2 separate regions of the Gossypium hirsutum genome follow, and region 2 is linked to region 1. The links are chromatin contacts, called in public Hi-C maps. All regions are on one chromosome and are shown on one strand. Each heading gives the region's core, a stretch centred on a gene start, on an enhancer-like site or on the middle of the called end of the contact. The rest is flanking DNA. Distances are from core to core; before and after follow the strand shown.

Region 1 (5,373 bases), core at 1,734-4,233:
AATTTGATGGTGCATTTCTGTTTCCTTTGCATGTTTTTTCCATGTTACTCGAACTTGAATAGTGTTGGACACAGTTATGTGTCTATACGGTATATCTTTATTTTTATTTTTTGTCTAAAGCTTCTATGCTAGGTCATATCCCTGTACACATGTTTGAATGTGTCAAACATACGTATTGGATACCGAGTACCAGAAAAAATGAAAACTTGGACTTGATCTTTTCGTTTCCTTTTATATTTGATTAACTCTTCAACATTTCTGTTTTCTGTATCTCCATTTAGGCTACTCCGAGACTTAGTGAAGATAAAGTTAAACAATGTGTGGATCCAAAACTAAATGGAGAGTATCCTCCTAAAGGAGTTGCTAAGGTATTTTTTTATCTTTTAACGCCCAAGTTTAAATTTGTAACTTAGGGATGGGGGTGGGTTTTCAGTTTTCGAACTCTCTAAGACATGTACATGCAAACCAAACTAGCACTCGACGATTTCCATTACATATATTTTTCTGTTGATGCAGCTGGCAGCTGTGGCAGCATTGTGTGTGCAGTATGAATCCGAGTTCCGTCCGAACATGGTCATCGTCGTTAAGGCTCTCCAACCTCTGGCAAAGGGACAAGCGGCAGCAGCGGCATCAGAGACATAAAAACAGATAATGCAGTCCTTCACCTTGGATTGAAATTTCTGCAACTTATGCACAGTTCATTTCCATTCTGACTACAAATTCCATATGTATTCAACATATTATATGTATTTACTTCTTTCTGCTTTTTTCTTTTTGTTTGTTTGGTTTTGGTCATATACGACAACCATGTATAGGATTGGGTTGGATTGTTTAACATCACCTGATATATATGATATGATCTCTCCGCTGCCGGGTTTGGTCACCGGGTGCCGATGTCCTTTTGAGTTGTACAATTAAGCAAGGGATTGGGTCTTGTGGTACATAGAAATGTTAACAAATTATTATTATTATTATTATTATTATTATTATTGCAGTCCGGTTTATTTCCCAGCACAATGAATTAAACCAAAGTCTAGCTCTATTCTGGACCAGTGATTACTTCTTCACTAATTAAATTAAATTATTTTTATTTCTCGTCATCTTAATCGTAAATAATTTTCATGAAAAATGATCTTTTATTTTATAATTTAAATTGAGAACTTGTTTTCCTTTTAAATTGTAATTACCTTTTAGTATTTTTTTATAAAATTTTCAAAGTAATATTTATTAAATCAAATTAAAAAATATGCAGTGTCTTCAGAAAAAAAAAGTTTCTGATGTTAAATATAATATAATGGGTAAATTTAATTATCAGTCACTTTAACTATTAGCGTGTTTGAATTTTGGTCCTTAAATTATAAAAACTTTAAATTTCGTCTCAAATATCTTTAAAATGTTAATAAGTATTAATGGAAATGATGATGTGTCATTTAATCCTCAGCACTTATACATTCTATTAACTTTGTCTTAATTCTAAATAATTCAACCCTTCACATTTTCCTTTCATCTTTGATTTCTAATATGTTTATGTTTGTTATTCTAGATCCTTACGAACAGCTTCAAGTTCTAAGGAGTTCCACTCCAGTCCAACTTTTCTTACTTGTTTTCATTCGTTCCAACATTTGAATTTAAATGTTAGTAATGGAATAGAAATTGTAGTTTCGATTACCAAAATAAAAATACTCTATTAGTTGGGTGACTAATGGCGTGGTTTATCCTAATATAATATTTTTATTTTCTTAAATTTAAATGTTTCGTGAAGGTTGTTTTTTATTACCTTAATATAACATTTGATACCTAAACTTGTCAAATATATCTAATGTATTATCAACATGTGACGGATTACATGGAATTTAATGGCAGGAATTGTTACAGTTATTTGAAGTTTTCTCTATTTTACTTTTCATTGGGGTTGAGATTACATGAATGATTCAAGAGGGATTGCATGCTTAAATTAAGGTATGGTCATCACAAAGCCCTCAATTCCACAAATATATTATTAGTATAAGATGGAACTCATGTTAAAAAATTATGCTTTGAGCTAAGCTTAATGATGATGTTGAAGAAAAAAACAAGAGCGTTAAAAACCCAAAATAAAAGAAATTTATTATGTTAAATTAAAAATTAAAAGAAATTAAATTAGAAGCAATTGAACATTTAAAATATAAAAAAAGGTTCCATTTCCTTTGCCACATGGTGGTCATACATCGGTTATTTTTATTGTCTCATAAAAATAATATTGTTTGTTTATAGGAGTAAATTGTGTAACGTTTGACAAGTTTATGTATCAAACTAGACAAAGAAGAAGAAGAAGAAGAAGAAGAAGAAGAAGTTTAGGTATCAAATTAGGAAAATTGTCAAATTTAGATATCAAATTAGATTAAAAAGTGTCTAAGTACCAAATTAAAAAAAAAAGTCAAGTTCAAATATCAAATATTATATTAAATATGTTAATTTAATTGTAATTGTCCGCGTAGGCTAACAACCTACAACTTTTACTCATTTACTCATTTTTATTATTTTAAAATTACTTATGATCATAACAATTTATTATAGAAAAAGCATAAGTAGGTTCATAGAATTAGGTTTCTTTTGATGTTTGAAATTTTAATTGTAGTTCTTGTCCTTTCACATTTTATTTGTTAACATGAGATGGTTGCCTATGCTTTATCATCTCCAAAGAGATGTAGTTTGTTGATGATGTTACTTTTTGTAGGTTAATTATGACTGGATTTGCACACAATTAAATTTAATAGTGTAGTTTTATATTCACATTTCGTGGAATGATAAGAATATTGGAGAAATGACATCCACCACCTCGAAAAGTAGTACACTGGCCGATGAGAAAAATTTGTCATCATGAGAATTTATAAATATAAAAAATAAATTTATTAAATTATTCAAAATAAATGCAGTGAGCTAAATTTAAGTGAGGCATAATGGAGAATACTTTGAAGCAAGAAAATGAGTATAAATTATGGGCCAAATGAAGAGAAAACCGAAACAACCCAATGCAATCTGTTTTTTCAATTCGATTACCTCTGTTGCTCCTCCTTTATATATTTCCCTCCCAACTCCCACCCTAAAACCCCAGCGTCTCTTTCCAACACTTTATTCATTCGCTCTTTCTCAGTAATGGCTGATTATGCGATGGAATCCGATTCACACGTTTGTTCTAAGCGGAGAACAACTTCTGGCTCTGAACAACAACAAGAAACTTCTCTTCCCCCTCACCTTTCCCCTTCTCTCTATGAATCCACCGCCGACCACCGGGATTCGGGCCTTCAAGGCTGCCAAGAAGTAACTGCTATGGATCATAGCAGTCCAAAGAAGAAACCCAAGTGCTTTTCCCTTCTTTCTCAGGAAAACCAAGAAATGGGTCTTCATTCTTTCGCTCCAAAGGATGTCTCTCTTTCTGGGTTTTTCGAGAAAGAAAAGGTGGATGAGGTGGAAAGCAAAGAGGATTCTTTTGGAGTTCAAGAAGTTGATATCCAAGTCAACACCATTGAAGCTGATAACAAGGAACATCTCGGGACCGGTTTGGAATTTGAGGAGAAAAGGGTGGCAAAAGGAAAATCTTTGGAATCTGAAAATGTCTTGGAAGCTGAAAAGAAACGACTTTTGACTGAGCTTGAAGTTGGAAACGTCTTTGGTTTTGCAACGAACTCGTCCAAGATTGATGATGGAAACGGCGTTAGTGGTACCAAAGGTCTTGACTTGCCTGTTAAAGGGTCTTTAAAGATTGAAGTCATCGATGATACGGCTTTGATTGGATCATTTCCACTCCCCAAAACTGGAAATGGCAGTGTAAAAGATGAGAAGAAGAAGAAGGGGGAACATGAAATTGATGGTAAGAAAGCTAAAAGATCAAGAAGAAAGGGAAAGAATGTAAAAGAGGTCTTAGGGGAATCAGTGGCTATGAGACATATGGAATCAACCAAAATTTTTGAAGTTCAAAAGGGTAAGACAGAAAGCAAAACTCAAAATAAGATAATGTACTCAAGAAAAGAGTTAGAGGCTTTGAGGTTTGCCAAGGTTGGGGAACAAAGGAGTTTTTGGAGGGATGTATATAATAGTCTTGGTAAAGATGTGATCAGAGAGTATGAGGACTTGGGAAGCTGGAAGCATCAGAAGAACACCGGTTCAGGTTCGGGTTCGAGCTCTGACACGCGTCATCGCTTTGGAAAGAAGGCAGAGTCTCCTGCAATTATAAGTACGTTTTGTGTTATATCTCTTTTTTTTTTCCTGATGTGTTGTTTCAACATTTAAGTGCTCCTTTGGTTGTATTTATCACTATCTATTACCTTGTTGAATGTCTATCTACCTTAACATAGCAAGAGTCCAAAGCATTAGTTCTAATACATCATATGATAGAGTTTTATTGATGTTATTTGGGATTATGGTTTACTTCTGCAAAATAAATACATCAATGATATCATATAGTTCTGATGGTGATGAAACTATATCAGTCTTTTGAATTTTATTGTGTGATATATAGTGGAAAGCCTTGTGTGGTGCCCTTCATTCCCTTCTGCTTTATATTTAGTTTTGAACCTTCAATAAGATGGTAGTTTCTCGGAATGAGTCTGTATAGTTTTATACCAAATGTTTCAGTCTTTGATTCCTGAAAAATGGATGATTGAGATTTTGATACATTGTTTGATAACTGGTATAAAACATGACATACTGTGAGTTTGATACCATAGGTTTTCCTTGGTATAGCTCAGGGGTATCCCTGTATAAGTGATTAAAGCTTTAATGAATATCATTTGATATGAGAAGACGCCTTCTATTTTGTAGTATATATTTAGTCATATTCCTTTCATACTTGTCTACCGACTAGTTTTTAGTCTACAATTTGGTGCCAGACCTTTTGTAACTGAAAAATGGGGATTTTTTGTTTCATCCCATTAGTTCTCATTTTCTCATTCAAACTACAGCAGAGAGTTTATATATTTTATGAATATTTCTTTTGTCCAAGTTAAAACATGGGAAGTATTTTGCAGACAAAGATTTCATAAAGTTAGTATTTGGTATGACTTTTTGGTTGGCTTTGATAACTTCAAGTAGATTTCTTTAACAGAATTTCAGCTGGTTTTGATGGCAAAAATGTACTTTGTTTTAAGGTCTTCCATCTAATTTCCTTCTCTTTACGCTCTTTTTTTTTTACTTCTTAGAGGCCATTTGTACCAAAAAAAAAATCATAGTTTTATCTTTAAAAAAAAGGCTTTTCCTCTATTATTCAGTTCTTTTTTATATAAAAAACTAGTGTCTTTTAATTGATATGGAAACTCGTAGACATTCTGAGCAGTCATCGACCAGAATCCAGCTCATTTAGTGTCAACTTGATGGGTTCATTTTCTGTTGTAACAG
Region 2 (5,373 bases), core at 1,204-3,703, 140 kb after region 1:
TTAACTCCTTTCAGCAAAGCAACATTGCTAGTGATAGAGGCATTTGTTCGCATTAGAAAAGCACAGAGAAAATATAGAGACCAATGCATGGCCCGCTTGAACAAAGTCACAAGCCTTAAATAATAGAAACTATTACAGCAGAAGAGATCCTATGGAGAGCAAAGAGGAGGACCTTAAGAAAGGAGCCATTTATCTATAACAACCTAGCTCTTCCATTTCCTTCATAATTGTCTGTAATGTAACTCTAATCTCTTCTGAATCCTCATGAGATTGATCTCCTGAGAGAAACAAATGAACTTTGTCTTTAACTACCAACCAACTACACCCAGGGCTCTTCTTTATCCTTTTTGATTTCTTGTCTATTCTTACTTTGTCTCCATCTTTCTTCTTTCCCGAGATAGTATATAAGTTGGACAAAACGACATAAGGAGTTGCACTATCAGGCTCCAATTTAATAAGCTGCTGAGCTGCAAGCTTTGCGAGATCGATACAGAGATGAGTCATGCTTGCACCCAGGAGAGCTCCCCAAACTCCACTATGGGGATCAAATGGCATTGAATAGATTAAACCAACTGCTTCATCAAACAACCCAGCTCGGCCGAGGAGATCAACCATGCATGAATAGTGGTCAGGCCCTGGTTCTATGTTATATAAAGATGTCATGGATTTGAAGTGCTCCCATCCTGCTTCTACGAGTCCAACATGGCTGCAGGCAGACAAAACAGCAAGAAAGGTTACGTGATTTGGCTCCTGCCCTTCACTCTGCATTTTCCCAAACAATTCAAGTGCTTCTTTAGCAAATCCATTTTGAGCAAAGCCAGTAATCATTGTATTGAAAGAAACAACATTCGGTTCTTTAATACTCATAAAGACTTGACAAGCATCGGCTACATTTCCACATTTTGAATACATTGAGACAAGAGAATTTTGAACTGACAAATCGAGTTCCAGACACATCTTTATTGCTTGGACATGGATTTGCTGCCCATTGCTTAGTATTGCTGAATTGGCAGAAGCACTCAACAGACTGCTCAAAGTATGAGAGTCTGGCTTTACTGATTTCTGAAGCATTTCAGTAAACCAGCGAAAAGCCTCCTCATACATTTCAATACTTACAAACCCTGAAATTACTACAGTCCATGCAACATCATCTTTCTCAGGCATCATTCTAAACAACTTGACAGCTCTATCAGTTTGTCCTGTACCAGAAAACCCCATAATCATGGTAGTCCAAGAAACTATATCCTTTCTAGGCATCCTTTCAAAAAGTTCATAAGCTTTCTCAATCTCATTCTCTTGAACATGGCCCATGATCAAAGAATTCCAAGAAACCAAATCTTTCCTCGTCATCAAATCAAATACCAAATTAGCAGAACCAGTACAACCAAATCTGCAATACATGGTAATAATAGAATTCCCTAGAAAAACACAAAATTCGAATCCCAACTTTAAAACCAATCCGTGCATTTGAATTCCTTCTCTATATCTATCAAATGTCCACAAGCTTCAAATATAACAGTCAAAGTAGTAGAATTAACCAAAACTCCTTTCTCTTTTCTCATAGCCGAAAACAAACCAAAACCATCAATTAAATATCCCATTTTTAGGTACCCATTAATCATTGTTGTCCAAGTAACTACATTTCTCTCCACCATCTTGTCAAACAACTTTCTAGCCTCCATAATTCTCCCACTTTTGCAATACCCATCAACCATTAGGCTCCAAGAAACGACATCTCTCTGAACCATTCCTTCGAAAATGCCAACTGCCATATCCAATCTCCCAGCTTTCACATACCCATTTATCAAAACATTTGAACAAACCGGTTCCCGCCATTTCCCCGGAGTATTTTCGTAAATTTCCAAGGCCTTATCAAACCTTCCTTTACTGACAAACCCCGTGATCATCGTAGCATAACTCACAGCGTCCCGTTCAGACATGTTGCAGAAAAGCTCATAAGCCTCATCAACCATACAACCATTCTTATTATAAGCCGTGATCATAGCATTATACGAAGAAGTTGTTCTTTCAGGCATTTTAGCGAACACTTCACGGGCTTTCGAAATGTTCCCATTTTCTGCGTATGCAGTCAACATGGCAGTCCAAGATACGGTGCTTTTGAAGGGCATCCGGTTGAAGATTGATTCAGCTTCTTTGATATTTCTGTTTCTTCCATGTTGAGTAATCTGGGTATTGCAATAAACGAGGAATTCGGTATTTTTGCGGAGGATTTTCGCAGAGTTATGGACGATGCTATCCTTTGTTGCGGTGCGAAGTGAAGAAATGGAAATTTTGGGGGGCAAAATGAGGTGAACATAGTAAAGGGAAGATTTTGATTTTGTTAGCATTGTTAAGAAATGGAGTCCATGGTTTTCCAAGTTCATAAAATTTTAAAGAAATCGAGTTAAACACCTATGCCGGCCGCAGCTTCCGGGACCAAACTATGCTTTACTTTCTTTTTACCTTAAAATCTACGCTTTCTTCCCAATTTACCCTCTGCTCATTTTAATATTTTTTTTTATTTTGAACATAAAAAAAGTTGCCCAATCAGAATGTGTCTCATCAATGACGTGGTACGTTGACAGTGATTGTGGGTGGTTCACCATTGATTGGTGTTGACTGATTGTTCATTGATATTGATAAAAAATATTTAAATATTTAAATATTATAAAAAAATGCTTTAAATTGTAAAAACTAGTAAAAAATCATTTATTTTTTTAATTTATTTAAAAATATAAAAATATAGATAAATTATTTAAAATATTAAGAAGCTCTAAATAAAAAGTTGTAAAGTTTTTTTAAAAATTCTTATAAAATTGAAAAAATATTTTAAAATGTGTAAAAAGTAAATTTTATTAGGTTAGTATTTGATACACTAGCAATATACGTTTTTTTATTCCACAAAAAAATTTTAAAAAATTGTCTCTATCTTTTTTTTTTAATATTTATTTTTTAAATATTCTACTATATCATTATAAGACACTTGTTAATCCCAATTAAATAAATAAAAATATTTAGTATATTGCCAACGGAATTTTCATCTTTTAGGGGTATAATAAGATATTAAAAAAATTAGTTTTCTTACCTTTTGAGATGCACGGATTGATTGTGTGTATAAATTTTTTTAAATATAATATATTTATAATATTATAAATATAATTTATGCTTTAATTATGAAGAAGAAAATTTGAAAAATGAAACTCTTGTGATATTTAGATATATAATTAATGATTTAGAATTTTAATATATATATGATATACTTTTTATCTATTAATAATTAAATATCATTAAAACATTTTGTAAGTTTTTTTATAATTTTTATAAATTATATAAAAAATTAAAGTATATTATTCTATAAAAATATTAAAATTAATAAATCATATTATTATGAAAAATACAAAATAGATACTTGAATATAATATAAAAGAATATAATTATTTTATTCCATAAATAAATACTTGAATAAGTGATATAATACTATTCAATAATTATGCACTACTCTAAGTATAGTTGTTTAAATTTCATATAAATTTTCTTATTTTTAATAATGTTTTTAAATAGTATTCAATTTTGTTTTTAAAATTTTTAATAGTATTTAAAATAGATATAAATATTTAAAAATATTAAATGACTAATTAAATAATATTTAATTTTTTAAAATTTATTTAGTAGTATTTTTTATTTTTTTTATTTTTAAATTTTGTATAATTTTTAAACTTTTTTAATAAAATTTTTAAACATTTTCATATTTTATTTTTTAGAATTATGAAACCTTATAAAATTTAATATTTCATTATATTTTTGAAACACTATTTATTTTTTATTAATTAATTAAAAAATATTTATTTTTTAAATATGATTTAATGATATATCTATAATAATAGTTTTAAATTTTAGGGAGTTTTTTAAATGATAAATTATTTTGAATTATATTAATTTAAAATTTTAATGATATATCTATCATTTTATTTTATTAAAAAAGCAAATTTAATGGATAATTAAAAATTAAAATATATATATAATGTGAAAGAATAAAAAAAGGTACAGTGTCAAAATACTAACCCTTCAAATAACTATTTTACATTATAAATTACTATATGGTAAAATTACCCTTTGACCAAAGGTGTCCATGGGCGAGCTAGATCAAGGCCCGGCTTCAAAATATTTTTCAAGCCTAGGCTCGTTTTCAAACCGACCCTAACCATCCAAAAAGTTCATTTTACTATTAAAAATTAAAAATATATTTTTTGGTTACTATTTTATATATTTTTATAATGAAATTTTAATTTAAAAACATTTATTATTATTTAAATTGAATTCGACTCGAGTTGTGCTGACCCGAAGTGTAAAAATCTTTGTCCAAGCCCGACTTTAATCTACTCGAGCCTATCAGACCGAGCGAGCTACTCAGCCCTTGAACAGGTCTACCTTTGACCCAAAAAATTAAAAGATTTTGTTTAACCCATTCAACAATGATGAAATCATCCCTTCAAAAGGAAAACAATAATGAAACCATAAAATTAATACATAATAAAATTATATTTTGATCTCTCAAAAGTTTATAATTCAATTCCAACTCATAAATTAGTTTTTGAATTTGCCCTTGAAGATTACATCAATTAAAAATTTATTATATAAAAAACTAATTAAACTATTTAAATATCTAAAATCACATCCAATGTAATTATATCTATTTATGAGTCGCTGGTCGAGTTGAAGTACAATTTTAAAAAAATTTCCAGCCCAAGCCTAACTCGCCCAAAGATTCCATATCAGTATTTAAATATATATATAATATAATTTTATATTTATATTTATATATGGGTTAGTATTTGGTACTGATAGTGTATTTTGTTTATTTTACAAGTAGCTTTAAAAAATTATCATATCTCTTTTTTTAAATAATTTATTTGTTAATAATTTATTGTAATTTATAGGACACTTTTCAACCCTTAAACATTTTTTGCAAAGTCTAAAAATGCTGCCGGTCAAAAGGAAGAAACTTATAATATTATAGCTGTTTATGATTATTTTGGCCGATTGATCTTCGAATTGCTAGTTTCAACCATTTTCGTTATTTACATTTCTTCTTAACTGCTTGGCATGTAGTAAGTATCTGGTTCACTGTTTTAGATATTAACACTAAGGCTTTCAACTTAAATAGTTTCAATCTTAATCAATCCGTAGTTAATAGTTAAGATCGTATAATTAATACCTAACCTTGGTATGGAAGTTATGCATGACAGTAATGCTCATAACTTCCCTCTAAACCTAGTTGCTATTGAAGCTCCATCTACAAATAGATAAGACTTTAGTTTTAGTGTCTATGAGTTTTTGGAAATAAAATAGCAATAACCACTTTCTTGTTCTAGT

The links. A called contact is a pair of places that touch in the nucleus more often than the background predicts.
Region 2: a contact with region 1 is called in a Hi-C map of leaf, with 2.0 times the contacts expected there. The contact joins the promoter of LOC107914703 here to the promoter of LOC107914698 in region 1. A contact is called at or near these places in 4 of 34 Hi-C or Micro-C datasets (callus, leaf and petal).

Annotation. Positions count from the first base shown.
Region 1 is chrD10:24,468,746-24,474,118 of Gossypium_hirsutum_v2.1, forward strand. LOC107914698 reads left to right here and starts at 2,984. Exons shown (of 4, transcript XM_016843703.2): 1 at 2,984-4,213. The coding sequence starts at 3,136. LOC107914700 (PTI1-like tyrosine-protein kinase 3) reads left to right here. Exons shown (of 8, transcript XM_016843705.2): 7 at 282-368; 8 at 517-980. The coding sequence ends at 642.
Region 2 is chrD10:24,613,889-24,619,261 of Gossypium_hirsutum_v2.1, forward strand. It overlaps LOC107914703 (pentatricopeptide repeat-containing protein At1g53600, mitochondrial-like), which reads right to left and starts at 2,454. Exons shown (of 4, transcript XM_016843713.2): 1 at 1,502-2,454; 2 at 1-1,499. The coding sequence starts at 2,384. The coding sequence ends at 190. LOC107914704 reads left to right here and starts at 5,327. Exons shown (of 8, transcript XM_041102265.1): 1 at 5,327-5,373.